2 separate regions of the Mus musculus genome follow, and region 2 is linked to region 1. Evidence: chromatin contacts called from public promoter capture Hi-C data. All regions are on one chromosome and are shown on one strand. Each heading gives the region's core, a stretch centred on a gene start, on an enhancer-like site or on the middle of the called end of the contact. The rest is flanking DNA. Distances are from core to core; before and after follow the strand shown.

Evidence for each region. Promoter capture Hi-C pulls out the DNA fragments that hold promoters and counts their contacts.
Region 2: a contact with region 1 is called in a promoter capture Hi-C map of liver. The contact joins the promoter of Ripply1 here to the promoter of Serpina7 in region 1. A contact is called at or near these places in 2 of 39 promoter capture datasets (both in liver).

What each region holds. Positions count from the first base shown.
Region 1 is chrX:139,080,720-139,087,785 of GRCm38.p6, reverse strand. Serpina7 (serine (or cysteine) peptidase inhibitor, clade A (alpha-1 antiproteinase, antitrypsin), member 7) reads left to right here and starts at 2,567. Exons shown (of 6, transcript NM_001382372.1): 1 at 2,567-2,598; 2 at 3,888-3,981; 3 at 4,068-4,715; 4 at 5,563-5,836; 5 at 6,432-6,579. The coding sequence starts at 4,085. It overlaps 4930513O06Rik (RIKEN cDNA 4930513O06 gene), which reads right to left and starts at 1,543. Exons shown (of 4, transcript NM_029174.1): 1 at 1,391-1,543.
Region 2 is chrX:139,779,221-139,786,234 of GRCm38.p6, reverse strand. It overlaps Ripply1 (ripply transcriptional repressor 1), which reads left to right and starts at 3,882. Exons shown (of 4, transcript NM_001037915.2): 1 at 3,882-4,087; 2 at 5,047-5,122; 3 at 5,680-5,744; 4 at 6,223-6,554. The coding sequence starts at 3,924. The coding sequence ends at 6,523.

The sequences.
Region 1 (7,066 bases), core at 1,318-3,817:
GAATGGGTTTACCATTCTATGGTTAAAAGCTCTGACCCAGAATTGTTCCTGTCTAAAGGAACCACAGAGACAAACAGAGGAAAAGAACCTGTCCAGTGACAGGCCCAAATTGGGGTGCAGCTCAAGAGGAGGCCCTAGGACTTGACACTGTTGCTGATGCTATGGTGTGTTTGCAGACAGGCACCGAGCATGGCTGCCCTACAAGAGGCCCAACAAACAGCTGAGTCAGATGCAGATACCCAACCAGGACAACACCTGGATAGAAGCTGGGGATTCCTGTGGTTGAATTGAGGAAGAGCTGGAAGAAGCTGAGGAGGAGGGTGACCCCATGGGAAGACCAGCAGTCTCAACTAACCTGTATCCCTGAGATCTCTCAGACACTGAGCCACCAGTCAGGCAGCATATACCAGTTGATATGAGGCCCCCGACAAATATACAGCAGAAGACTGCCTGGTCTGGCCTCAGTGAGAGAAGATATACCTAACCCTCGACAGACTTGGGGCCCCAGGGAGTGGGGAGGTCTGAAGGGGTAGGAGGGTAGAGGGGTCAGGGGTGGGAGGGTGGGAGGATGGGTACATCCTCTTAAAGAAGGGAGGAGGAGGTATGGGATGGGGAGCCGTCAGGGGGTAGACTGGGAGAGGGATGAAGAGTGGACTGTAAAATAAGAATAAAAGAATAAAAAAATTAACAAAAGAATGTGTTTGCTGAAAGCAGAAGTATAGGTTGTATATTTCAGTGAGAGGAGAAACCAATTTCTGCTGATGAAATGGAAAAGAATTAGGAGTTTTTGAAATCTCAGAATGGGTAAGGTAGGCACTGTGAAATGAGCTTCTGAACAATATTTTTGTATAGTTTCAGTATGGTTTTGATGTGTCTGCTAAGAGTTCATGTGTTGAAAGCTTGGTCTTCATCAAGTAGAGGTACTGGGAACTTTGTGAAGTAAGGTTTGGTATTAGACTATTGTCCACTTTCCTTAGGAGGGATCAAGTCAGTGCTTGGTGTGTACTTGACTAAGTTCTTTTAAAAATTGGTTGTTTTAGTTTTCAGCTGTTGTCTCATTGTGTAACCCACTGGCTTAAAATTCATAATTTGATCTTCCTGCCTCTGTTTCCCTAGTATGTATGTATGTATGTATGTATGTATGTATGTATGTATGTATGTTTGTATGTATGTATGTATTATGTATGTATGCCAGTAGGTAAGTATGTATATGTATGTGTGTATGTAGTATGTATATATGTATGAATATATATATATATGTGTGTGTGTGTGTGTGTGTGTGTGTGTGTCCCATCTGATTCCTTAAGTTAATTTTCATTGAAAACCTGAACCTATGCCATTGTCCAAATATGCCACCAGAGGGCACAGGTTTAGAATTTTCTTTTCTTACCTTGTGTCTTCTCCAAGGGTTTACTGGATCTTACAGCATCTGAGAAAACAGAAAATATGTTGTATTATTAGGGTAGAATTCTAACTGAACTAAAAGTCAAGAGACTCAAACTTGGTATGGTCTTTCTCTGGGACCAGTGACCATCCTGTATGTGAGATGTGACCAACTGAGTTTGGGAAGTGGGGTCATGAGATCATAATGACCACTATGATGAAGTATGAATGCGCTGTATTAAGCTTTAAAACCCTAGTGCTCAATCTGGTGTTTTGTTACTATAGAGCTTTACTGTATTTGATTGAAAATGTAAATTACATAATATAGTCACCCTTACTGACCCCACTTTCTTTTCTACACCACCCCCAGTGTCTTCCCAATTGAGTTAAGTTTAAGTGTTTCATATTTATTTTAGATTTCAAGTCCTTCCATAAACTATATGTAGCATTAACTTGAACTAGCCCAGATAGTTCCCTACTCCCTTGATTAACAAATTGTCCCTTAAGGTAGTTCTTGAGGTAGCCATGTGGGAAATCAGATACTTTGTGTCTTGTCCTGTGCATGGTCAAATAGTAGAGAAGTCACTTTTATCAGTATCACTATACCTAGAAAGTGACAGAGGCTAAACTGGAGTTTCTGAATGAAATCTGTTTGTCTCATCTGCTTCTTTGTATTTAGCACACAGCCAATCTCAGTAAGAAGCTAGTAGTCTTAATTCCACATTCCTGGCCCCATTTGTACTATATTTTGGAGTCCTTGGGTTAGGGGGAGGTGTAGTGGATTTTAGTGATCAGAAGAAATGACGCGTTTCCCTTTGAGCACTAAAAAGCCTAGTTTCGACAACATGTTCTCCACATATACACAAACCATCCTATAACACCAATTCAAAAGAGTCCCCAAGTCTCTTGTCTGTAAACCTTCTTCTCAAATGTAATCATGGCCTAACACTGACAGGAAGAACTATTTTGAATGAAGTATGTATGCAGAAGCCAAATCTTATCTAAATTTTACCCAGAGTACAAACCTTAATTTTTAAGCCCTTTTTTTTCCACTTGGTCTTTGTTTTGTGCATCAGCTTTGCAAATGTCATCCCAGAGTTCATGGCATGGTTAATTTGTAACCAGGAATGCTCTAGTTTTGCAATAGAGGGCATGTTATAAAGACTGAATGGTGTTGCTATCTGAGAGATGCAAGTGGCTTCTTGGGCATGTGCTGTAAGTAGTTTTTCTCCTTGGGAACATTGAACATTGCTAACAAGTCAGAGGCCCAAATACCTGTGATTTTGTTTAGGAGGCAAGAGTGCTCATCTGATAATTGACCCTCTAACCAGCCTTAATGACTTTGATAGGAAGAGTACTCTGGTGATGAAGTAGAGATTTGACCTAAGAGTGGACGAAGGAAGGTTGGAGAGGATAAGAGGCCCTCTGTCCTGCTAGGAGCTGATAAATTCATTAAGGCCTTAAGCTTAGGCAATGGCAAGTGACTGTAGAGATGGAGTGAAAAGAAATTCATATGTATTTAGGCAGTATCCATTGGTCATCATGACCATTAGAGGTGATGAACAAAAACAAAGCAAGCCCTTTTGATCTGGGTCTGTCTATAAACAGTGGTGGAGTATATTGAGATATGGATTGAAAATGAAGGAGTAGGTTCGTGGAGTTAAGAGAGAGAAGGTGTTTACATTTGGAAACATATATTCCAAAGGAGGCTGAAGTCCTAGTGGATAAATAGCAACTGGGTAGATGAGTAAGGATTTTGTAAGACAGTATGGATTAGGAGGATTTCTATATTATAGCAGTTTATACCTAGGACAAGGCTACTCATAAAGAACATGACAGTCTTAGGAAGGGGTCTTATACTGGCCCCATGGATCTCTTCTTTTAAACTACTGGTGTATGATTATTGTGTCTCTACATCTGGCTCTTTGTTTCTTTGTACTGTTTTATGCTTAGAAAACTAATAATTCCAAGAAGATATGCATACTCAGAAGAATAAGATCTGTTAGAAGTGAGAAATGACTCTTCAGTTGGTACTAAAAGAATGAAGTCTCTAAAACATGAATGTTATACTTTCATTTTCCTCTTGTTTGAAAAATACTCTTGTGGCTCCCATACATTGCACAGGTGCATGAGTGTTGGTTTGTTATGTTGTACATGACTTGATAAACTATTGTTCTTCCAGCCCAACTAGTCATTTCTTGTAGGGGTTGTTCTCATTTTGTCATTTCAGAAATGTTACCTTAAGAAAACATCCATTTAAAATTGACATACACACTAACCAGACTTTTAATGTGCATGTAACATAAATAGAGGGAGTGCTTGTTCTGCCTAATGATTCGTCACACTCATAAACTGCCTTTAGTTCAAATGACAAGCAATTTGTTTTCCAGGAATGTAAATTAGTATCAGTATTTTCACGTGTTGTTACTACATGGTAATGAATTCATGACATCGTATATCTGTTGCCCAGGCAATCTATTTCTCCTACTCTTTCTTCCTAGTAGACATGTCACTGGTCTTTAGTGAGGAGAGAGACTACTGCTCCTTATTTCTTGCTGAACACACCATCAAATACTTGCTTTAGTTTTATAAATCAAGGTGGGTGACTTATGTTTCTCTGAATCAGAAACTGTTTCATATGTCTACACCCCCTCCCAACGGTTATCTCACTTCATGTTTTGTAGATCATCTTCATTCCAGAATGTCAGTGTTCTTCTATCTGTTTGTCTTGGTATTTGGGCTTCAGGCTACAATCCATTGTGCACCACATAACAGCTCTGAAGGCAAAGTAACGACCTGTCATTTGCCCCAACAAAATGCCACTCTCTATAAGATGCCATCTATCAATGCTGACTTTGCATTCAGTCTGTATCGGAGGCTCTCTGTGGAGAACCCAGATTTGAACATCTTCTTCTCCCCTGTGAGCATATCTGTTGCTTTAGCCATGCTTTCTTTTGGATCTGGCTCTAGCACCCAAACACAGATTCTGGAGGTGTTGGGGTTTAACCTCACAGATACTCCCGTGACAGAATTACAACAGGGCTTCCAACATTTGATCTGTTCATTGAATTTCCCAAAGAATGAACTGGAATTGCAGATGGGAAATGCAGTTTTCATTGGACAGCAGCTGAAACCATTGGCAAAGTTTTTGGATGATGTCAAGACCCTCTATGAAACTGAAGTCTTTTCTACTGACTTCTCCAATGTTTCTGCAGCCCAGCACAAGATCAACAGTTATGTGGAGAAGCAAACCAAAGGGAAAATTGTAGGCTTAATTCAAGGCCTCAAACTGAATATTATCATGATTCTGGTGAACTATATTCATTTCAGAGGTAAGGTGTCAAGAGTTGTCCCATGTATCACAGTGATTTTTCACTATTGGCCCCTATCTGTGCATTGTATTGGATTATTCCAGGATGACACACAGCTCTACATATGAATTCAGGAAATTTCTAGGGAGATAAAACTTTTAGAGATGTGGTTGACAATGTTATGAATGTCCTGATCCTATCAGGCTACATAATTACAGTTTGTAATATATTTAATGAGATGGGAAAAACCTGTGCTTGGGAAGTCAACTGAATTTCTATGTAAGAATAATATGATCCTTATTTCCTGTGTACATTTGGATACACTGCAAAAATACCTTGTAACATATATTAAGTACCTACTATGTGCTAAAGATTATGCTACAAAAACATGCCATTAATAATTTTCAGTGCTTATCCTTCCAAGCAAGACTGCCTAAACCTAAAGCTGAAGCTCTAAGCATCATGGTTCCTCTTGATTGTATAGATCCTGATTTTTTTAAGTTTGGATGAGTGGACTTTTTGGCATTAGTCACATACCTATATATACTTAAAATGGCAGAATAGTGTTTTCTAATTTCACCCATTTTTCTGGACACTCATATATCTTTTCATGGAAGGAGATTCTCTTTCAGGTGGGTGTAGAAAGTATAGTGTTTCTAAAACTGACTCTGAGGTCCAGCAGCATTGAAAAGGACTTCTGGTTTTCCCATATTGTAGCCAGATGAATACGTCAGCTGACTTTTTTTCTCTGATACTCAGTGAGTCACTTGTAGTTTCTTGGGAAACTGGTTAAGAGTAGGTAGTATTAATTATTAGCTGAATGACTAATGGTTTCAAAGAAACATCTCTCCTCTTTCTGTGTTTTAAGCCCAGTGGGCAAATCCTTTCCGTGTATCTAAAACTGAAGAGAGTTCCAACTTCTCAGTGGACAAGAGCACCACAGTACAAGTGCCCATGATGCACCAGCTAGAACAATACTATCATTACGTGGATATGGAGCTGAATTGTACAGTACTTCAAATGGACTATAGTGAGAACGCCCTGGCACTTTTTGTCCTTCCAAAAGAGGGACACATGGAATGGGTAGAAGCAGCCATGTCATCTAAGACACTGAAGAAGTGGAACTATTTACTGCAGAAAGGGTAAATAATTTAGATGATATGGGGATCTAAATGTAGGCTTAAAGGTGTAGTTGAGGATGAGTTAAGGGGAAACCTAGAAGTAGGAACATTGCCCAGAAGCAGCTGGCTGTGGCATTATGATTGTTAAAATAGGTCCACAATATATAGTGTGCCTGATACTTTCCTGAATACATCCATAGTGTTTCATCTAAGCATTCTGGGAAAACTCCAAAGCTTGTAGTATTATGGATATTTGTAAAATTAGAAATTGTCATAGTTCCCCAAAGTGAGTACACTAGGAAACTGATACTTTTTAGGGAACAACTAAAACTTTGGGATGCATTAGATATGATGTTGGAGGTGAAGTGCACTTATGATGAGCTAGAACAGCAAGATGGAAAATCATGAAGTTCCTACACACTACCCTTTGATCTTCACACCACTAGACCCCTGTCCTTGCTCAATAACATGGAGCTATATTTTTCTGATAATAAGAGTCAGGACACTGTGTGTTGTAGCCCAATATTTTCTGAGTCTGAGACCACTTCTTCCATACTACTTTTTGTGTTTCTAGTGCCATGTTAATGATTGTCAATGTTTTCCTTACTCCACACAGATGGGTTGAATTGTTTGTTCCAAAGTTTTCTATTTCTGCCACATATGACCTTGGAAGCACACTTCAGAAGATGGGTATGAGGGATGCCTTTGCTGAAAGTGCTGACTTTCCTGGAATAACAGAAGACAGTGGTCTAAAACTTTCCTATGTAAGTTGATGGATTAGTTGTTTACCATAGGATCTAGGAAGGGCATTGAGGATCAAGTGACTTACTCATCTCATTTGGTCAATTAGGAATCTTGTGTCTACAGAAGCAGCATGATTCCGTTAGGTCATTATCATAAGTCATTCTTGAATCAATTTTGAATAATTACTTAAAATAAGTCATTTTGGAAGTAATTTCTGGGGCTACATTGATGATGGTTTAGCAGATAAGAGCACTGCTTGCTCTTCCAGAAGACCCAAGTTCAATTTCTAACAGCATCATGGCACCTCATAATTGTCTGTAACTTCAATCCCATGAGATTTTGATACCCTCTTAAGTGGTTTCCACGGGTACCAGGCATGCATGTGATATAAAGACATATTTGCATGCAGGCCAAATACATATATAAATGAAGAAATATAATTTCCACCCCTAACTTTCATGTACAAAGATGACTCTAATATAATGGAAAGTCTTAACGAAGTGATTA
Region 2 (7,014 bases), core at 2,633-5,132, 700 kb before region 1:
CAGGCAGTTAACACTCTGGTATAGGGAACCTGGGTTTTGCTGTAGGGAAGGAGGATACTGTCCTGGAGGGAGAGCACAGAGGAGGGTGGATAAGGCCAAGGCTCAGGAGAGAAGGGATTAGCCTTTAACAAAAGGGGCACCTTGTCCACTGTTAGGACAGGGTGGAGGGAGGGAAGGACTTTGGAGAGGCAAGTCAGTTTTGGGGGTTGGGCAGGGCACTGAGGTAATCCATCCTTGAAGGCCTCTGTTTTCTCAGGGAAGTAGGAGGAGAAGTTGTTCTGAGCAGGGAGAAGGGTGGGGCAGGAACATGGTAGGTTGCTGAAGGAAATTTGGAATGAGGCCCAGAGACACTTGGAGGTTGCTCTGGGGCCTTGACAAGGGAACCTGTCTGAGGTTGGTGGAGGGGTTCCGGTTTGGCAGAGGCTAATTGGTTTTCCTCCACCCTCTAAGCTGTGAGCCTTTTGGGGCAGGAGCCACAACACTTTCCTCTTTCTAGCCTATCTCTTTGCCAAGCAATGTTTAACAAAGTGTTGGGCCCAGAGAGCGCTAGGATTCTTCTCAGGAAAGTCTGAGGAAACAATAACTGACAAAAGCCTGCACACTATAGTTGATAGAGAAAAATAGGTGTCATCTAATTGTCTTTATTAGTAGTTGCCCTGTTTGGCTTCGGCTGATCTTTCCCGCCACCATTTTGACCTGCTCATTCCTGTTCTGTCCTAACTACAAGAGAGAGCAGTCAGGCTCTGATTATTTCTGTTCAGCAACAGGCCTCTAATCCAACAACTGGGGCCAGTGCCTTTGTCTCCTCCACGGCTGAGGGAGTGTCAGAGCAGGTGTATTGGGAGACAGGCAGAAGGCTCCCTCGGAGTTAGGTGAGCATGCTGGATGCTGAGTAGAAGGCGATCCATGAAGCCTGCTTTGGGGAGGGAAGGGACTAGCTGAAGGGATACAGTTTTTAAGGTCAATGGTGGCATGGTGAGTGACATAACTAAGTCAGGTTGAAATGACCTGGGACCTCCAGAGAAATACGTGCTCCCCTCGCCTTCCCTCTGACCTCTTTTGGATGGTGAGAGGTCACCTAGAGAGAGGTCAAAAAGATTCCAGGGGGTAATAATATGCCTTGGGTTCTGTCCGATTTTGCATGCTGTCTCTTTTCAGCCCAGTCTGTTTGGCTTTCGTCCTTCGTTCTCTCAGTCTCATCCCTCCTTTTAGCAAATTTCCATAGAAATTTGGGGATAGCATTCCCTCTTAGAGCCAGCATCCAGCTCCAACTTAAAATGCAGCATCAGAGAGCTTGGCCCAGTCCTAGGTAGAGTAGCCCACTGGGCTCATTTCACTTCCTATAATAAACCTCTGTTTGTGGATGGAACATACAGTGCCAGGCCCTTAGGTGGTTGAACTGTTAAAAAACAATTTACTTAGATTAAGCCAAAACGAGTCTTCCTTTAGCTGCTATCAATGGGCCTCTCTGTCTTTGAAGTCACACAGGACAAGTATAATTCAGTGCGGTCCAATCCTCAGGTATTTCAAAATGGCTGCCACAACCCCAAGAAATTTCTTGTTTTGTGGATAAATGTTTTATATATACAGTTTTATTCATCAGTTAAAACAGATAATGTATACTGTTTTTAATATATATTCTTTGGATATGTATTCAATATATATTTGAACTTCTCTTGCATATGTAGCAGAGGATGGCCTAGTTGGCCATCAATGGGAGGAGAGGCCCTTGGTCTGGTGAAGATTATATGCCCCAGTACAGGGGAATGCCAGGGCCAGGAAGTGGGAATGGGTGGGTTGGGGAGCAGGGCAGGGGAAGGGTATATAGGGGACTTTGGGGATAGCATTTGAAATATAAACGAAGAAAATATCTAATAAAAAAATCAATAACTAAAAAAAAAAGAGTGAAAAGCATAAGGTTGAGAAATATCCCTTAGAACTAACCCGTTTTGATAAGGAAAACATGTGGAATGTACAGAATGCACAGCAGAAAATGCTGTTCAGTTTTCTTCTAGGTAAAAGAAAGGATAAAGAACATATTTGTGTTGTAAAAACATAAATGTCATGTTTTTCATGAACTGAGAAGTTATGCAGCCTATATTCACCATGCCTTCCAGATCAGCCCCACGTCCATAGTAACTCAACTTTGTGTTCTCATTCATTTATACTTTTTGGGTGGAAATTGTTTCAAAACATCATGATATAATAAAGGAGGTAAAACTTCGCCTTACTCTCTTACTCCCAGAGCCAACAGTTGCAGCATCCTTCCCTCTAACTTTTTAATTTTTTTTCTGTGCATTCTGTACATTCCACATTTTTTCCTTATCAAATGGGATTATCCTAAGGGATATTTTCGAAACTTGCGATGTTTTTCACTCTTGAACACACTGGCTGTTTACGCATTCTTCCACCAGAACATTCTTCCACCAGGACAGTTTTAATATGAAGTCGTTTTCTTTCTTTTTTCTTTTTTTCCCTCTTTCTGGGAATAGGGGTTGAAGCCTGCTGTGTGTTTGCTCTACCACAGAGCCATATCTTTAGCTCTGTCCTTAACTTTTTTTTCTTTGCTGTACAGATCTGAATAAGGTCGGAAGTCATGCTGAGTGGCGATCAGTGGGGTCTCCATAAGAAACCCATGGACAAAATTCGTCACAGCATTTAGCATCCAGCTTTCACAAGCTTGTGCATTGATGACATGATTTTGACTATCTGCTTAGTATGTGATTACAAGATTGGCCACAATTAATAAATCTAATGGGTTTCCTATTATTGGACACTGAGGTTGTTTCTAATTTCTGACCATTACAAGCCAGGCTGTGATGAATATTTGAGACACTAAGTCTGGGCAGGTGCTGGCCACTGAGATCAGGAGAAATATTTTTGAAACCTCTAAGCATGAAGTGCTTGCCAGTTGTTGTAACTGGAAGCGTTTTGGCAAAGGCCCAAAAGCTGGCTAATGCCAAGGACTCTGCCTCAAACCTTTTGGCTCTCTAGGGTCACTAGTCATTACCCAGCTCTTTGTCACAGAGGGTTCAGGTTGGCAGGGCCTTGGGGACCCACTGAGCCAGCACCCTCGTCTCACGTGAGATGAGGCCTGGGATGGTCCTTTGGCCAGCCAGTGCTGGGCAGAACCCTTCTAGTCTCCAGCACCTGGGCTCCTAAACTAGAAACTGAGCTGTGGCATTTGGAATCTGCCCTGCAAACTCCCTGGGCCCGCTCTGCTCCCCACACCACACCACTCTCTGCGGAGGCGGTGGAGGGGCTTTAGGAACTTTTGCAAGTCAATTGAGCAGGGAGAGGGGTGGGGAGGGAATTGAAAAGATGACTTGAGGTTTGCCCAGCAGGAGACTGGACAGGCCCCACCCAGAACCCTTCTTTATCCTAAGCCACATGACATACTTCGTGGCAGTGACCCCGTATCAGGGACCACCTGGCAAATCTCCTTGGGATTTGAGCTGAAAGAGCTGGTGAGTCTGTCACTCTTCTTTTCTCACTGGGAACCAGCTTTGCTAAAGGCTCTTGTATTCAGCCTTCTGTCCCAGACAAGCCTGGCTGCCTTTGGGTACTAATGAGAGCCCCTCCTTCCCACCTTGGGTCCTGATCCTGCCTGGGGAATTCACACAAATGGTGTGAGATTTATCCCTTCTTTATTTTCCTTACTGACTTGGAGCTGTAGCAGACCCCTCACCTCCTCCCCAGACCCTGTTTACTCAACTGGGAGAGATTTCACACCCAAGAACACAGCTCTCTCTCCAAGATCCCCCTCCCTAGATCTTTACCAGCATCCCTCATCCCCCATCCTTGCATTGCCTGAATAATTGATGAGTCAAGGCAGGGCTTATAAAAGGGTCTCTAGGGGAAAAGCCAAAAGAGTGCTGAAGGTTCTGAGAACTGGAAGAGCTGTCTGGCTTGGTGTCCCAAGGATGGACCCCGCTGCCTCTCCTGCTGCTGCCCCTCCTGCTGCCCCTGCTGCTGCCCCAGCTGCTGACCCTGCTGCTGACCCTGCTGCTGCCCTCCCTGGCCAGGCCTTGGCCCAAGCCCCTGCCCTAGCACAAATCAATGGACAAGAAGGTGCTAGGAATGAACGGTAAGTGCAACTTAGCCTTTGACAGTCTGAACCCAGGCTTAGGGAGCTGCGGGCAGGAGAAGGTGTGACGCCCATGGTGGTGTCTGGTTCTCTTTGAAGGGGAGAGACAACAGAGAGCCTCAGCCCTTCTTCTATACCTTTGGCTGGAAATAGTTTGCCTCACGTATCATTCCAGGTGACGGGGAAGGGCGCTGAGAGAGAGAGAGAGAGAGAGAGAGAGAGAGAGAGAGAGAGAGAGAGAAAGAGAGAGAGAGAGAGAGAGAGAGAACATTGCCAAAGCTGGAAGCCAAGTAGCCTGAGCTTCATAGGGAGTCCATACAATTCACTGAGGGAACAGGAGAGGCTACTGTGGAAGCTAGGCTTAACGCAACCTGGACTATGGGACCCAGATGGTAGCAGGTAACATAGAGTGACAGGGCCAAAGTCTGAAGAGGCCTTTTGTTGGGGGGGGGGGTTGCTGCCTCTGTCCTGAGCATGCCACGTTTCCTTTTCCTTGTCTCTGAGAGTCTAGAGGAGAAGCAACAGGCCCAGGAGTATTCGAAACCATTTCTCTAATTAGGAAGATGGCAGGGTTCTGTTCTCAATTCTTTGATATCAGAAGCTGGCAGTAAGATAGATCCTCCCTATACAGCAGGCATTCTCTTCTTCCAAACATTTCATGTTCACATTCAATCAACATTTGCTCAAGCCACTCCTTGCACAAGGTAATGTACTAGGGCTTGGCTAGGGGCAAATGTGCCCATACATATCTTTCATCTTAGAAGGGCTCCATCAGACAATGACAAAGCAGTGGGGTAAGAGCAGCGATGACATTGTTGGAGCAGAGAGGAAGGGTATCTGTCCCAGACTTGGCTCAGTTGTCAGGGAACCAGAGGAGTCCTGGAGCACATGGCTTGTGAGTCAAACCTTCAGAGGAAGCCTGTGTTTACATCTTGTACCAATTTATCTCTTTGTCACAGGGCAGCTTATCTTTGGAGACCCTGGCTGTCCTCTATAAACGACCAGCCAAGGCAGGCGAGGAGTCTGGTGGACTGGGTGAGTTTGATGCCCTGTGACATGTTTGCACAGACACTTACAGCCATGTCCCTTCTCAGAAATCCCCTGACCCCAGTCCCAGGATGGACAATCTGGGAAGGCATTTTGCCAACTCTGCTAACATTTCATCCCCACAGTAGCTCTAGGAGGAAGGCAGGACCAAAGCTTCCATGACAAATGAGACTAGGAGATCAAAGCATAGCGTGGGTAAGGGACCTGGGCTGGACTCGCAGTCAGTGTATTATGTATGGAGCTGGTGCTGGGATTCAGGTCCCTTGGTGCCTTGCCTCAGAGCTTACTTACTCTTCTCCCTGAATGTTTTGTCCTCTAAGAGAACTCTGCCCCCTGTATCGCCTCCAAATGGGCACTGAAAGAAAACACTCCCCCAGGACTTGTTTTCAACCAGCTCGAAGACAGACCCCTTGCTGTAGGGCAGGGCTGGGAGGTGGCTGGATCCCAAGGCATGCCTAAAGCATGGAGATTGTCAGAACCTGCAGGTTTCTGACTTTTCTATGGGAGAGGCAGTTAAGCCACATGCTCGCTTTTGCTTTGGACAGGCTGATAATAGGGCGACAGCGGCTGAGGCTGCCAAGACTGACTCTGACTTCCATCACCCGGTCAGGTAAGCTTCTGGCGTTCAAGTTCAGACTATGACAAATAGCCACAAGCACTGCATACGCTCATGACAAGGCCATGATGCAGGAGGAAAGAGGCCATGCGACTTAATAGGCCAAAGTGACTTGCCCCTGAGGCCCTCCCTGTCCCTGAGCTCTCAGAACGAAATCCTGTGATTCCAACCAATGAAAGATCCCTTAGTAGGAAAAGAGGCACTGGAATGACGGAACTGTTAGTGAGGCTGGCACTAGAGTTGTGAGGCTCTGGGGTGACTCACTGTACCACAGTGGTAGGCCTGTCAGAGGTGATGTCCCTTCCGGGAACCATTTTGTAGCAGTTGTAAAGGTTCTCTGCTAAAGCTCCTTCTTCCCTCTCAGCCTTTCACTGCAGCTGGTGACTGGCTTGGGCTTCTTTCTTGGCCCTACTGGCCCTTCTGCATTTGAGATTTGCCTAAGGTAGGTGCCCTGTTTCTTCTCTGTCCACAGGCTCTACTGGCCCAAGTCCCACTCCTTTGACTACCTCTACAGTGCTGGGGAGATATTACTAAACAACTTCCCTGTCCAGGCCACCATCAATTTATATGAGGATTCTGACAGTGCAGACAATGAGGAAGACAAGGAGGAGGAGGAGGAGGAGGAGGAGGAGGAAGATGATGAAGAAGAAGAGGAAGATGAAGACAAAGATGTCAATGAGAATGAACCAGAAGTGTGTATGGGGGTATCAGAGGCCACAACACATAAGGCCACAGCTCATTCCCCTGACCCACACTCGGCCTGTCCAAATTGAAGCAATCCCAGATATACTTGGCACGTTTCCAAGGGCATCGATTCGCAAAGAGTCTCCAGACACAGCTTTTCTGGATTGAAACCAGTGTCCTCAGGCTGTCTAGCTCCCCCCTGGCTTTCCTGATTGGCCTGCAAGTCTAGGCCTCTGGCATGCTCTCGTCTGGGCTGCTCTTGTGCCAACAGTAGGAGGTTCTTCAGGCCTGGGAGGGAATAGGGAGGCTTGATTTCTGAAGCCCTCATGAAGTAGAGCAGGAAGGATGCCCTTATAGAAGAGCACAGTCACTCCTCTGGGCCTTTTGAGTTTTCAAAGACACCAACACCAGTTCCAAGCAATGTTAAGGCACCTGGAGGGAAGGAAGGGAAGGAAAGAGAAGGGAAGGGTAGGGTAGGGAACGGTAGGGTAGGGAAGGGATCAGAAGGGAAGGGAAGGGAAGGGAAAAGGAACCTGAAGAATCTGCTTATCTGGGAACCTGCATCCCACTTTGCCTGCTA